Linked DNA regions of Mus musculus: region 2 is linked to region 1. Evidence: chromatin contacts called from public promoter capture Hi-C data. All regions are on one chromosome and are shown on one strand. The core of a region is the stretch at or near the end of the contact, and the rest is flanking DNA. Distances in the headings are between cores, read along the strand shown.

Region 1 (2,814 bases), core at 93-2,592:
ACATGAACTTCTGAGACAGATTTTTGCATTCGAAATAGAACATGTTCTGAGCGGATCAATGTTACCCCTGTACTGGTGGGCTAATTAAGAACTTTCTATTTCCCTCTTAGCTTTTTATTTCCTTTTAGCAAGAGGGAAGGTCAGAGAACTTCCTGTGCTGTGAAAACAACAAGGAGGATGAGTGGAACCATTTGTCCTTAGACACAGTGGTCAGAGACAATCTGAGTTAGGGTCTCTATTTCTGTGATAAAACTTCTACAGGCAACTTGGGGAGGAAAGGATATATTTTGCTTGCAATTTATAGTTTATCATCCAAGGAAGTCGGGGCAGGAACACAAGGCAGGAAGCTGGAGGCAATGCAGAGGCCATGGAGGGATGCTGCTTACTCATCATGGCTTGCTCAGCCTGGTTTCTTATAGAACCCAGGATCACCAGTCCAGGGATGAAATTTCCCACGGTGACTTAGGCCCTCCAACATCCAATCGCTGATTAAGAAAACACTCTAAAGGCTTGCCTTCAGTGTGATTTTATGGATATATTCTCTCAATTGAAGTTCCCTCATCTCAAATGACTACAGCATGTGTCATGTTGACACAAAAGCTAGCCAGTCCAGAAACCCAGGAGCTCCATCTGCTCTGCCAGGTTTCGCCTCTGTCCACCTGACTTCTGAGCCTCACTACTCTCTTGCCTCTCCTTTTTTCTCCTCCCTTTTCTCCCATCTATGGCTATCATGGGCCAGAGAGTGAAATGGGGGCTCTGGAGAAATTATATCTGCAGACCTTAAAAAAACCTGGATCAGGGAATGAACAGGCAGAGACAAACAAAAGATCATGGGACACTACTCTTGTCAAGCCAAATGTAATCACGTTTACCCAGGACATAAAGAACATACAGAGAGGCCTCCATAATTTAAGATTAGACATGTAAATACACCCCAGACATGTAAGAATAGATTAGGTAGCACATCTAGACTCAGACACAGAAATACACATCCGTACATTCATCTCAGAAATGACCTTTCAGGTATTAAAAGCGTACAGCACACCCGCAGTCTCTTGTCCCAGTAAGTGAACAGACAAAACTGAGCTGACAAGGGCACACCCACCTCCATAAAACAAGAAGCATCACTCCCAGTGCCCTTTTGTCCTATGTATCTGTTTCATGGTGTCCTTGCCAACATCTACAGTGAGGGTAAGGGAATGAGGAGTGAGCAGCCAAAGCAGGGAGTTGCTATGGCTCCTCACGCTCTGGACAATGAGAGACAGGAGGCGGGAACAGCTGAAGTTGCATAACTGAGTGGAGAGGCGGGGCCAGCATAAAAGATCCTGCTGGAGCGTGGAGTGAAGTCAACATTGGTTAGACCAGGACCATGGAGCCCAGTGTCCTGCTCCTCCTTGCTCTCCTTGTGGGCTTCTTGTTACTCTTAGCCAGGGGACACCCAAAGTCCCGTGGCAACTTCCCACCAGGACCCCGTCCCCTGCCCCTCTTGGGGAACCTCTTGCAGATGGACAGAGGAGGCCTCCTCAAGTCTTTTATTCAGGTGAGAACAATATGAGGTCTTAGTGTGGGTTTCCCCCTGCTTTTGTTTTCGGAGGTCACTCATCAGGAAGAGCAAGAGACTCCTTCCACGGTGTAGGTTCAGGTGGGAAGGTTGCTGAGGGGAGGGTGAGATGCTGATTTGTGGTGGATGGTACTCAGATAGACAGGCAAATCTTGCTACGTTGGAGTTGTGTGGGGGCACTTGTGCTTGGGCTTCGAGAGGCGTAGAGGCGTTGAGGTGTGAGCGTGCAGAATTTCACTCCTTGGAGCTTGTCTGTTCCAGAAGAGAAAGAAAAATATCAGAGGCATCAACATGAAGGCTTGCTTCTGCCAGCAAGAGATTAGCCTGAGGTGTTCTAGGACAAAGGGGAAGAGAGGCAGAACAGGAGGAGGGGTGGGTAGGAGTGTTATCAGTTTATTCCAGCCCCTGGCTTGGCACTGACCTATCAGTGTCTATATTGGTGCTTCACACACAGTGTTTCATGTTTAATTACCACTTGCTTACAGCATCTGTAATCAGCATCCGTGATCCTGCCTTTCATGAGAGAGCTGAGGTAGTGACTATAAGTCCCATCCCTCTGTTCTTCGCCGTAGCTGTGGAGATCACACTTTTGAACCTTGTATTTGTTACCACCTGGCTTTTAAAAGATCCCTCCCCTTCCCAGCACTAGTGGCAAATCCAGTTATATTAACTTATTTTTTGAGATGGGGTCTGTCCCTGTTTTTATTTTTTTTTTATTTTTTATTTTTTTGGTTTTTCAAGACAGGGTTTCTCTGTATAGCCCTGGCTATCCTGGAACTCACTCTGTAGACCAGGCTGGCCTCGAACTCAGAAATCCACCTGCCTCTGCCTCCCGAGTGCTGGGATTAAAGGCATGGGCCACCACGCCCGGCTCCTGTTTTTATTTTTTAGGTTGGTTCCCAACTCATGATTCTCCTACCTTAGCCTCTGGAATGATAAGTGTGTCGCCACACACTGCCACACATGTTTTAAACACATGCCTCCCATGTGTGAGGAAAGGTCAAGCCAACATCCTACCTGATTTATTTTAAGAAATCCATTGACAATTCAATGTACACATATGCTGGACCTTTGTCATCTGTGACCCCTCCTTTCCCTCTTTCTCTCACAGAAACCCTTCTTTTGGCCAACATGCCTCTTCCTACCTTGATGCCCCTTTTATGTTTTTACCCACTGAGTTTAGTTAGGGTCGTTCAGGGTGGGTTGATGTGTGGTTTATTTCTTGGAGATAACTTAGTATGAAGCAAAAGGAT
Region 2 (2,814 bases), core at 221-2,720, 1.1 Mb after region 1:
ACCAAGCTTGATGTTCACAGTTCAATGCCTAAAGTCCACATGATCAAAAAAGAGAATCAAGTCCCTACAAGTTTTGTTCTGACCTCCACTTATACACAATGGCACATGCACATGTAATGTACACACACATAAATAAATAAATAAATAAATAAATAAATAAATAAATAAATAGATGTTGGATATTTCGGTTTGGGTTTTGAGACAGGATTTCTCTTTGGAACAAGCGCTGGCTATCCTAGACTTGCTTTGTAGACCAGACTGGCCTTGAACTAAGAGATCAACCTGCCTCTGCCTCCTGAATGCTGGGATTAAAGGTGTGTGACACCACACACAGAAATGTTGATTTTTTTTAAGAAATTTAGTAAAATAAGATCAGCATGGTTATTTATTCCTCCTCTCCTTATATCTTCAGTATTCCAGGGTCAGCCTATGCTTTCCACACTGGAGTTGACCTAAATTTCTGTCATAAATCTTCCCTCTGCCTACTAAGAACAGGCCCTGAAAAACCAAGAAATGCTGCTTTAAACCATCTTCTGCACCTTCAAAGGGAACTGTCACTCCACACGCACCCACTGTGCACAGCTTGTATGGCAATTAAGACACAGGATGCCCACAGAGTGGGATTCGGGAGCTTGACCCAAAGGTCTTTCACCAATGTGCTCCATGCTGGCCCTGTGTCCTGTGGGAAACATGGATACTAATTACAGAAGTCACCTGCATCACAGTGAGCTACCATAAGGGTCTTAATGGGAACTCAGTAGGAGTCTTTGCCAATTAGAAGCCTTCTGACAACTGGGCTTCCCAATATTGGTAGTTCAAGCTGTTATTTCACAAAACTTCTATAAGTCCTTCACTAACGTTCTGAGTTATTCTCCTCTAGTCTGTGAAAAGATCTGATAAAGTATACCTGTGGTTTTCTACCCTTTTCCAAGCCATACATAGGCAGGAAAGTTTGCTCACCCTAACCTGAAGTTGAGGCTCCTTTTAGAACTCTGTGCACCCATCAGTGGTGGCGCATGCCTTTAATCCCAGTGCTCAGCAGACAGAGGCAGAGGGATCGCTGTGAGTTCAAGGCCAACCTGGTCTACAGAGTGAGTTCTAGGATAGCCAGAGCTACACAGAGAAACTCTGTCTGGAAGAGAGAGAAAGAAGGGAGGGAGGGAGAGAGGGAGGGAGGGAGATTGTGGGAAGGGGTGACCGGGAGGGAGGCAATGAGCCTCTTTGACTCCATCATATCCATGGAGCACGACAACCCAGCAAGGCTTTAAGTATTTCAAATTAATCCTAACACCCAGAGGACTTCCTCTTTGCCCATGTTGTGGGTGTTGCAACACAGACAGAGTCCATGTTAGGAGATAGGATTGGAATCTAAAAGACTCAACTAGGTAAATAGGAGCAAAGGCCATCTTTTGCCCCTTCTGTCCCTGGGAGTATAAAGGTAGTATCTCAGCCTTGGCTATCAGTCTGTCAATCCTCATTGGCCACCATGCTGGGCTCAGGGCTGCTCCTCCTAGCCATTCTGGCCTTCCTGAGTGTGATGGTCTTGGTGTCTGTCTGGCAGCAGAAAATCAGGGGGAAGTTGCCCCCAGGACCCATTCCTTTGCCTTTCATTGGAAATTACCTGCAACTGAATAGAAAAGATGTATACAGCTCCATCACACAGGTATCATTGGATGAAGGGATGGATGGGACATGGGACACAGACAAGAGTCTGTGTGATTTCAGACGTTTTGTGTCAGAAAATTCACAAAATAATCCAAAGTCTCTTATTAGTGGGGTTTAGAAGGCTGTGGAGCTATTTCAAGTCTTTGGTTTGTTGTTTGCTTGCTTATTTGTTTGTTTTTCAAGAATTTGTTTGTAAAATATCACATAATCTGACTTCTGTGTACTGGTCCAGTTAAGTGAATAAGTCCTCTAACAGCCCCCATTTCCCCCACATCAGCTCCAAGAGCACTATGGCCCTGTGTTCACCATCCACCTTGGGCCTCGCCGGGTTGTGGTGCTTTATGGATACGATGCAGTCAAAGAGGCTTTGGTGGACCACGCTGAGGAGTTCAGTGGACGAGGCGAACAGGCCACCTTTAATACACTCTTCAAAGGCTATGGTAAGGAGGATCTGAAATCTGGGATTGTAGACAGACTTTTGCTACTTTGTGGGTTCTTCTTTCGTCCACCCTTCACCCTCTTTGCCTTTTAACCTCCTAACACTAGATAGGAGACAAAAAGAGAGGCAAATGGGAACAAAATTGTTAGACTACTTCCTGCTGATTAGGAGTGATGAGTTCCTTAGGGCAAGTTTAATCTTCACAGTCAGGATATCTAATTTCTTCTTGCTGTTGTTTCTTCGCACAGACTATTTAACAAACCACAACCAACAGCAACCAACCAACAACCAAAACCCTCCTCTTGGGGCCCTAGCATTTATATAACCTCTGAGGAGTCCCAAGAATTCTAAGTGCTTCCTCCTTTCTGCTTCTTCTTCTTCCATGGCTTCCACCAAGGCTCCTCAGTCCCATTCTCCTTTCAAGGTCTCTAGCCCAGTAAACCTAAACCCTGCCTATGTCGCTTCCCCTAACTATTGGCTGCTGGCATCTTTATTTATCAATCAAAATTGACTAGGGCAGAGTCCCTCAGGCTAAGTGCAGACTTCAAATCTTAGAGACTAGCACAATACAATAAACAGTAAAAGACAAAACCTCAACAACCGGGTATGTTTTTATGTAGGCAGTCCTTGCTTTAGTGGGGATTTGCTGTTTTCAGAAAATGCTAAATATTGGTTGATTTAGCCATTTCAGGGACCCAGAGCAGCTAACC

Evidence for each region. Promoter capture Hi-C pulls out the DNA fragments that hold promoters and counts their contacts.
Region 2: a contact with region 1 is called in a promoter capture Hi-C map of liver, with 8 times the contacts expected there. The contact joins the promoter of Cyp2a12 here to the promoter of Cyp2b10 in region 1. A contact is called at or near these places in 2 of 39 promoter capture datasets (hippocampal neurons and liver).

What each region holds. Positions count from the first base shown.
Region 1 is chr7:25,896,316-25,899,129 of GRCm38.p6, forward strand. It overlaps Cyp2b10 (cytochrome P450, family 2, subfamily b, polypeptide 10), which reads left to right and starts at 1,343. Exons shown (of 9, transcript NM_009999.4): 1 at 1,343-1,540. The coding sequence starts at 1,370.
Region 2 is chr7:27,027,620-27,030,433 of GRCm38.p6, forward strand. Cyp2a12 (cytochrome P450, family 2, subfamily a, polypeptide 12) reads left to right here and starts at 1,471. Exons shown (of 9, transcript NM_133657.1): 1 at 1,471-1,663; 2 at 1,943-2,105. The coding sequence starts at 1,487.